3 separate regions of the Ovis aries genome follow, and all the other regions are linked to region 2. Evidence: chromatin contacts called from public Hi-C data. All regions are on one chromosome and are shown on one strand. Each heading gives the region's core, a stretch centred on a gene start, on an enhancer-like site or on the middle of the called end of the contact. The rest is flanking DNA. Distances are from core to core; before and after follow the strand shown.

Region 1 (2,961 bases), core at 294-2,793, 190 kb after region 2:
GGGGCAGCTGGGTGTCCAGCGGGCATGCTCAATCTTCAACTTCCAGCTGCAAAGATACTCCAGGCTCCCCTCCTAGGGAGGGAGGGGCAGGGCTGCACCCTGGGCACTGGGTTCTCCCAGGAGGCCCAGCAGATGTGACATCATTTCTACGAACTTTTCTGGCTCTTGTCCTCTGATCCCCAGGAGTGATGCACATGAGTTGACTCATACTGACCTGCTAGAACCATTTGAAAATTTTCAGAAATTTTACCAGTTGGTTGTTAAACTCAGTCAAAAAAATTAAATTATACTAAGTAGCAGTTAAATGGGCTTCCTGGGTAGCTTAGCTGGTAAAGAAACTACCTGCAATGCAGGAGACCCCCTCAATTCCTAGATCATGTGGTTCCCCTGGAGAAGAGATAGGCTACCCACTCCAATATTCTTGGGCTTCCCTGATGGCTCAGACAGTAAAGAATCTACCTGCGATGCAGGAGACCTGGGTTCTATCCCTGGGTTGAGAAGATCCCCTGGTGGAGGACATGGCAACCCATTCTAGTATTCTTACCTGGAGAATCTCCACGGACAGAGGAACCTGGCTGGCTGCAGTCCATGGGGTCCCAAAGAGTCAGACATGACTGAGTGGCTAAGCATGGCAGTTAAATACCTTGTATTAAAAACAGAGGTGATAAGTACTCAAAAACTCCTCGATTCCTTAAGTTTTAATAGTTTTTATTTACCAGCACATGGCTGTCTGAAGGCCACAGGAAAGAGTACTTCTGGGTGCTCCCCAAAGCCAGCAGGAGCATTCACCCTCAGGTTCCACAGCCACAAACACCCAAAAGCCTTGTACTCCCCCTGCCTGGCAGTTCCGCACCTGGCCAGGAACTATTGTCTCGGGACAAAGTCTTCTTGACCAGCCGCGCTCAGAGCAGTCTTCAAACTTTCAACCGTATTCCAGTGTGTATTTTCCTCCCATACCTTGTTCCGGGAAGAATGTGAGCCAGCTTCACCTGGGACCTCGTTCACCTCCCCAGCACCCAGGGTCCGTGTATCAGGTTGCGGCCTGGGGAGTACCCCCTTGGACAGAGAGGCAACGCAGTGGCTGTGCTCCTAGCATTCCTTGTGAAGCTTGGCCCCATCTGACCCCCTCTCTCAGAGAAAGGAAAGCTGAGTGGCCACAGCTGTGTGGATGGATTCGTGGCCTGGCGTGGTACAGGTGGTGGCTGCCTCAGGGTGTGATGGGAGCTGGAAAGGGCCTCGGGGCCTGGGACTTCACAGAAGCAGGATTCCTGGGAGGAGAGTGTGACAGAGGAGGGCTGACTCTGGCTCCCTGGATCCTGAATTGGGGAAGGAAATGGGACCCAGAGGAGCAGCCTGGCCCCCAGACCACTGTCCTGTGAGGCCCTTTGGCTCACACCTCCTCTTTCTGAAATCCCCTTGCACGCTTCACGAGAAGGAAAAAGCCATTTCTCCTAGCTCAGTTAGCATCCATGGTGCCATTTCCACTTTGTTAACCAGGCCTGCCCCAGACTTGCAGGCTGAGAACGTGAGCTAGGGTAAACCAGGGAATCCACTGCTGCCCTCCAGCGGCCACACATGGGATTCCCAAGCCCTGCCGGGGCCTCTGGTCTGTGACAAATCCATCCGTTCCTGTGCTGCAAGCAAAGGTGAACCCCCCCTCCCCCCCGCCCCCCGCCACGCTTTAACTTGCTCTGCTTTGGCTTTAAAAATAATCTTACGTTATACTCGAGTGAGAAAGTGAGTCTCTGGATCCGGAATTGAAAAGAGATTCATTTCCCTGGCTGCAGAGCCGGGTTTCTCAACCACACCACCGTTGTCATAGGAAACAGGCGTAACCCTGAGGTGTGGGGGCTGGCTGTGTGCCGTGTGGACTTTTGAGCAGCGTTCCTGCCTTCCCAGCACTAGGTGCCGGTAGCACACCTCTCTCTCCAGCCTTGACGACCAAAACAACGTCTCCTGACCGGAGACGCCCCCGGTTGAGAACCACTGATGTAGAAAAAGCTGAGGGCCAACATGTCTCCTGGACGTGGCCTCCAAACCAGAGGTTTAGGCCCACGGTTATAAAGCTGCAGCCTTTCAACAGAGCTGACCTGGAACTTTGGGTGGCTCTGACTCCGAGCAGGGGACAGGGAGCATCAGGAACCCCAGAGTCAGCCCAGTCTGGCTCCTCTCGGCCATCCTGGAGGCGGACTATGACCAGGGCCTCCATGCTGCCAGAGCCAAGGCCACAGTCACCATCTGGCCCTGCCATCCTGGGGTACCCAGAAGGCTCTGAGACAGCCTGCCCGCATGGCCTCTGTGGCCAGCCTCTCTGTCTTTCGATCATTCAACACATCCTGAGCACCTACTGTGCGCAGGTCACTCTGCTAGGCCCTGGGTATATAAAGATCTATTAAGTTCCCTGGATGTAAACAGAACATTAGGTGACAGTGTGACAGGGGAGGGGGAGGTGGGAGGCTGCAGGAATATTTAGGTGTTAAGACCCCGGTGCTGCAGGGGACTTCCTGAGGAGGAGCTGTGCTGACCTGGGACTGAGATGTTGACCCTGTCTTTCTTCAGCCCAGCAGTCTCCCACTGAGCCTGCACCCGGGGCGAGCTCACCACCTGAAAGTCCTCGGCAGGTCCCTGGGCTAGCTACAGGGTCTGAGGAGGGCAGAGCTGGGGCCAGGGTGGCAGCGATCTCTGGAGGCTCAGACTAGGGCTGTGTCACTGGTTCCGACAGGATGCCCACAGTCACAGGCCTTGATGATAGAGCTTGGTGGCTCAGACCGTAAAGAATCCTCCTGCAATGAGGGAGACCTGGGTTTGATCCCTGGGTTGGCAAAGATTCCCTGGAGGAGAGCATGGCAACCCACTCCGGTATTCTTGCCTGGAGAATCCCATGGACAGAGGAGCCTGGTGGGCTACAGTCCATGGGGTCGCAAAGAGTCGGACACGACTGAGCAGCTAAGCACAGCACCT
Region 2 (2,795 bases), core at 184-2,683:
ATAGCTGGTGCAATACGCTCTCGCCACCATGTACTTGGTTCCAATCTGCATCTTCCTTCTCCAGTGTGTATTAATCGCCCCCTTAACCTCCCCTGATACACATCACACTCTCTCACACTCTGCACCCATGCGTCACTCTACCTCGACATACAAGTTCTTTACACCACTCTTAATGGATCTACACGACTCTCCGAATGGTATCTTCCGACGGATTCTAACCCAGTTTCTTCTGGGGGATCCAACCCCGGCTGTAGTACCTCCCTTTTTCTTCACTTCCTCATCCATTCCCTTCTTTATGCCCCCTACCCTCACCCCAGCAACTAACTACAGATGACATTATTTCTCAGTACTTCCAACCCCAGAACGATGAACAAACTCCAGTTTCCGGCGGCGTACCCCTCCTCTAGGCCTCCCCCCACACCCCAGGTGTGCAGACTTCCACCTGGCCTTCTCCCCAGCCATCGCTCCAGCCCCACCACCACACCACGTTCCCCCACCGCAGGGATCAGACTCCTCCACACCCACCTCTATTCGGGGTCGCCGCCGCCTCCCCGGGCGCCTCCCCGCCCCGACTCGCCAGCGAGCCCCGGGCGCGCGCGCACACACACACGTTCTCACGCTTCCCTAACCTCCTTCCCCGCACCGAGACCAGCCAGCTCCGCGGGAACTCAGCCCGGCCCGCGGAGGGGGATAGGTACCCAAGTGCGTGCCCGCTCCGCCCCCTCCCGCCGAGCCTCTCGCAGCCCCCGCCTCCCAACCGGGAAAAGAGAGGACACAGCAACTCCCCCGCCACCCCGGACGTACCACCTCTGTGTCTGTTGCTCCGTGCCCCCAACCTTCGGCCCGCTCCCCCGCTCCGTACTGGGCCGGCCCCCACACTCACCGGAGATACTGCGCGCTCTGCAGGCTCATCCTCCGCCGCCGCGTCTTCCCGCGAAGCCTCTGCGCGTCTCTCAGGCTCCTCGGAGCGGCCCCGCGGCACCACGGGTGCTGGCGGCCGCCGCCATCTTCCTCTCCTCCGGCTCCTCCTCGCTCGGCGGGGGGGTGGGGGTGAGTGAGGCGAGGGGGGAGGGAGCGGGGAAAGCTGCTCTCGCTGCTGCTCCGGCCCTTGGGGCGCAGGGACACTCCGACCCGGGAAGGGGGGAGGGAAAGGGAGAAGGGATGGGGGCGGGGGGAAGAGGGACAGCAGAGGAAGGAAGTGGGGGGGGGGTCTCTCGCGAGATTTCAGCGGCGCCGGTCCCTCCGGGTGATTTCCGCCTCTCTGTAGCGCTCGCTCTTGGGATCAGTTAGCCGTGCCGCGCCTGTGCGGCTGCTGAGTGGCCCAGTGGAGGCGCTTGGCGGCTTCCGGCCAACCCACCCCTCTCCTCCCGCGCGAGGGGGCAACCCCAGCCTCAGCGGGAACATCGAGCCCAAATCAATCGGGAGTTACACTCAAAGTCTTCCCCCGTCTTTCCACTCCGTCCGATTTCGCTCTTCCTTTTTTCCTTTCCTCCACTCTTCCCGACCGGAAACGCCGCCTCTTCCTCTTACAGTTCCGGCCCCCCAGTCCCTCGTCTCCGGTCCGGCCTCGCGCCCTAAAGTGACGCTAAGGACCCCCTCCTCTTTTCTGGGGCCCCTCCCTCTGCACGCAGGGACACAGTTGGAGAGGTTAGGGTGGAGCCCAGGGATGGAGAGAAAAGAAACCAATCGGATTGGATAAGCAGCTGCCAAGGCAACTGGAGGCTGTAGCTGTATTGTCATAGTAACCAATGTGTGCAGGCTGAATGACCCTCCCTTGACTTAGTGGATTCCCCGAAAAGTGCCTAGGGTTTCCCCTCGGCTTCCCTTCCATCTTAAAGGCCTCCCCCAGGTTGGGAATCGGGTAGTTCTCCAGAGCAGTGAGGTTCATGTTCTCCTCCCTTTCCCTTTCCCGCAGCGATGGGGGAGATCCCGAGGCATTCACCACGGGCTTTTCCACCCGCCTGCGGGCGGGAACCGCCTCCATAGTTTTCCTCTCCATGACGGACGCGGGGAGGGCCGGGCCTACGAAAAAGATGCCGGGCCTGAAGGCTGGTGGGCGGTGGGCTGGAGCCGACTGTGCGAGGCGGCGGCGCTAGGCTGCGAGGCGGGCCAGGGGTTTCCCCATCACCGGGAGAGTTCTGGGAGGCGGGGTCCCGCCAGGACGGGGTCCCTGAGGGAGGAGAACGGCACACGACTGCCGAGATCCCTCGTCTGCCGACTGGGACATCCGACTTTCCCCAGCGGTCGGCCCCTCACAGAAATCCCCCAGACCCCACCCCACAATCGCACTCGGCCACGGAGCCTCCTCGGGAGTTCCCCGCGCGGCCTTCACGAGCCATCTCCTGCCACGAGGAGGCCGGAGTGGGGGTGGGAACTCATCTTGGAAGGCTGACAAGTGGTTTTTCCAGCACTTAGGGCAGGGGACACGGTGCGAAGTTCAGGGCCGCCATCCCTCGGAGAGGCACCCCTCCCGCCAGTGGGAGTCCCCCTTGCTTATCAAAAGCAGACGTCCCATTTCCTTTCTCCTCTTCAAATTTCCTTCTGTCGCGTGTCTGCAGTGTTTTAGAACTCGTCACTATGTATCTTTTGGGTTGCAGAGGAACGCATTGGGTAAGATAGTGTCAAGAAAAACAGATACTTGCGTGAAGTTCCAATGAAAGGTTTCTAGGAAATGGATTTTCATTCTTAGACCCAATCTTTTTGAATGGTTATTATGTGTATTTTATTTATCTCAGGTTTGAGGCAAAAAAGAAAAAAACACAGCAACGAATGGGTTCTTCATAATATGGAGTGTG
Region 3 (2,955 bases), core at 50-2,549, 140 kb before region 2:
CTGAGGAACATCCGCACTGTTCCCAGAGTGGCTGTGCAAACCTTCATTCCCACCAACATTGTAGGAAGGTTCCTTTTCTCCACATCCTCTCCAGCATTTGTTATTTGTAACTTTTTAATGTTGATCGTTCTGACTGGAGTGTGGTGGTACCTCGCTGTCTTTTGATTTACATTTCTCTGATAATTAACAACATTGAGCATCTTTTTATGAGCCTATTGGCCATCTGTATGTCTTCTTTGGAGAAATATCTATTCGGGTCTTCTAGGCTTGGCCATCTTTTAATATCAGCCCACACAGATCGACCTCATCCTGTACACAGATCCCATAATTTATCTAAACATCACTCTATTGGTGGTCGCTTAGCTTTTAAAAAAATCTTATTATACTTACTATGGGGCTTTCCTGGTAGCTCAGTTGGTAAAGAATCTGCCTACAATGTAGGAGACTCCAGTTCAATTCCTGGGTCAGGAAGATCCACTGGAGAAGGGGTAGGCTACCCACTTCAGTATTCTTGGGCTTCCCTGGTGGCTCAGCTGGTAAAGAATCTACCTGTAATGCGGGAGACCTGGGTTCGATCCCTGGGTTGGGAAGATCCCTAGGAGAAGGGAACGGCTACCCACTCTAGTATTCTGGCCTGGAGATTTCCATGAACTGTATAGTCCATGGGGTCACAAAGAGTCGGACACAATGGAGCAACTTTCACTTTCACATACTTATTATAAACATTGCTGCACTGTCTATATCTGCTGTGGCAGGGCGGGGGGCGGTGTATATTTGCATACGTGCACATTTCAACAGAACCGGTTTCTAGAAGTGGGATGCTGAATCAAAGTGTATTACAAGATGTTCAGAAAGTTCGTACCAATTTCAAACTTTCCAAAGCTGGCAGTGGGCATTATTCAGAGTGAAGTCCCTGGACACATTGGTCTATTGACTTTTGAAGGGACCCAAGACCCTATTAATGGTGGGAACATCTGAGAGCAGGAAGAAAATTTGTCAATGATCATGGTTGAAACTTAAAAAAAATAATAAAACACTTCAGATCTATTCTCAGCTGAGTCTGGTTCTGATTCTGCTTTGTGGCTCCATGCTAGTGCTTGATCAGGAAATGCAGCTCTGTGGCCTGCACCCACAGCTCAGCCCAAACAGCAGCAGGGTGACCCTGAGATACTCCCACAAGATACAGCTCCTCATCTGGGGCAGGACATTCATGTGACTGATGAGTCTACAATAGATCCACTGATACTCCCATCTGGGACTTTGCAGAGGTCAGATGGTGACAAGTTCCTTCCCCAGCAGGCAGAGGGGGCCCTGCAGGGCCTCTGAGCGGGGAAGTTTCCTTGGTGGAGCCTTTCGGCCCCAGCAGTCTGAACTGGGGTGGAAGGAACAAAAGAACAAAGTCAGACCATTTTGTGCACAAATCCATGCTGTATTTGTCCCAGTTGCCAGACTACACTCACCATCTCTTACAAAAAGGGAGCACTCTGGTGATGACACACAGGGGTAATACCGAGGTGTATACTGAATGTGTCTGGGAAGGCAATGGCACCCCACTCCAGTACTCTTGCCATGGACGGAGGAGCCTGGAAGGCTGCAGTCCATGGGGTCGCGGAGGGTCGGACACGACTGAGCGACTTCACTTTCACTTTTCACTTTCACACATTGGAGAAGGAAATGGCAACCCACTCCAGTGTTCTTGCCTGGATAGTTGCAGCTCAGCTCTCGTCCTCTGGAGATTTTCATCCAGAATGTCACCTCAGATACCGAATGGGAAAATAGAAGGCACTAGATTTCCCTTCTAGCTTTGCCAAGGCAGATATGGTTCCCAGGCTCCTGTGCCCAGGCCTGCCAGACCAAATTAGGAAAAGAGAACAGTATGACAAAGAGGCTCATTCCACAGCCGTTTTTACTTCCTCATTTCTCAATGTGACTCTAGGGACTCCCAGGAACTGGCTGAGGGAGAGAGCATTCAGGTCATTGAGAACTGCCTGTTGGCCGGCTATAGGTCAAGCAAAAAGAAATACTATGAACAAGGGCTTCCACAGCCTGGATCCAGCCCTGGACACCTGGCCCCCTCCCCGCCTCACACCCCTGCCTAACAATGCCCTCCAGTCGAGTGGAAACGTCCCCCTGGTTCACCCTTGACATGGGAGCTTTGGTTCTAAGAGCTAAACTGGAGGACCAACTGTCAAAGGTAACAGATGGGGTTTTATTCAAGTTTACAGGGAGCAAATAAACCTAAGATTCTAGGGTTTCATCTCCCCAGATGGGCGTTCAGTGAACGGAAGCATGGAGTAATCAGCTGAAGTGCGAAACCCCACCTCTGGTACTTACATGGAAATCGTTTCTGAAGTTAGAGCAATCATAATCATCAAACACAGGCTCAAGATTTTGCAAACTGGACCCAGAAGAATCACTTGTGGTCTAGACAGGTGTCATTTCTCATGTTCTAAGTAGAGACTGTCTTATTGGAAGTCAGGTGGCTGAAAGCCAGCCATAAGAGAAGAAATCCCTTTCGTCTATGGAAGATGGCACATCAGAACAACCAACAGGCTGAAACACTTGAATTTTGGAGGAAAGCAGAATCCATCTGAATACGTTTGTTTAGAGTCCTAAGACCTTACGCAGAGGATGTTTTCATCTGGGAATGTGTCCAGTCTATACTACGTAGAGAGTACTTTCAAAGGAACGGGAGTTGTTCCTGTGTTTTGCCCTGGCTCTTTTTATCACTTCCAATCACATGTAGAGTGTTTTATTTTTTAACTGGAGTATAATTACATTACAATGCTGTGTTAGTTTCTGCTGTACAACGAAGTCAGTTAGCCATCTGTATACATATATCCCCTCCCTCCTGGGTCTCTCTCCACCCCCACTACCCCAGCCCTTGAGGTGATCTCGGAGCCCCGAGCTGAGCTCCCTGAGCTACACAGCAGGCTCCCACTGGCTCTCTGTTTT

Evidence for each region. Hi-C and Micro-C count contacts between places; a contact is called where the count stands out from the background.
Region 1: a Hi-C map of hypothalamus shows a contact between it and region 2, with 6 times the contacts expected there. The contact joins the enhancer-like site here to the promoter of SMG7 in region 2. A contact is called at or near these places in 4 of 16 Hi-C or Micro-C datasets (hypothalamus, liver, muscle and 1 more).
Region 3: a contact with region 2 is called in a Hi-C map of tail adipose tissue, with 8 times the contacts expected there. The contact joins the enhancer-like site here to the promoter of SMG7 in region 2. A contact is called at or near these places in 15 of 16 Hi-C or Micro-C datasets (blood, hypothalamus, liver and 6 more).

The regions. Positions count from the first base shown.
Region 1 is chr12:63,760,508-63,763,468 of ARS-UI_Ramb_v3.0, reverse strand. The region is part of intron 12 of NMNAT2 (nicotinamide nucleotide adenylyltransferase 2); the gene reads left to right. Among named protein-coding and RNA genes, the nearest start is that of TRNAG-UCC, 96 kb to the left of the region's middle. Within about 2 kb of position 1,543, at least 15 of the 54 cell types and tissues checked have an H3K27ac peak or open chromatin away from gene starts, as enhancers often do. A contact at or near this core is called in hypothalamus and liver, where this site is marked.
Region 2 is chr12:63,952,798-63,955,592 of ARS-UI_Ramb_v3.0, reverse strand. SMG7 (SMG7 nonsense mediated mRNA decay factor) reads right to left here and starts at 1,433. Exons shown (of 22, transcript XM_060396685.1): 1 at 884-1,433. The coding sequence starts at 912. NMNAT2 (nicotinamide nucleotide adenylyltransferase 2) reads left to right here and starts at 775. Exons shown (of 16, transcript XM_060396688.1): 1 at 775-1,050.
Region 3 is chr12:64,096,600-64,099,554 of ARS-UI_Ramb_v3.0, reverse strand. No RefSeq gene overlaps it. Among named protein-coding and RNA genes, the nearest start is that of TRNAG-UCC, 9.9 kb to the left of the region's middle. Within about 2 kb of position 1,299, at least 13 of the 54 cell types and tissues checked have an H3K27ac peak or open chromatin away from gene starts, as enhancers often do. A contact at or near this core is called in liver and tail adipose tissue, where this site is marked.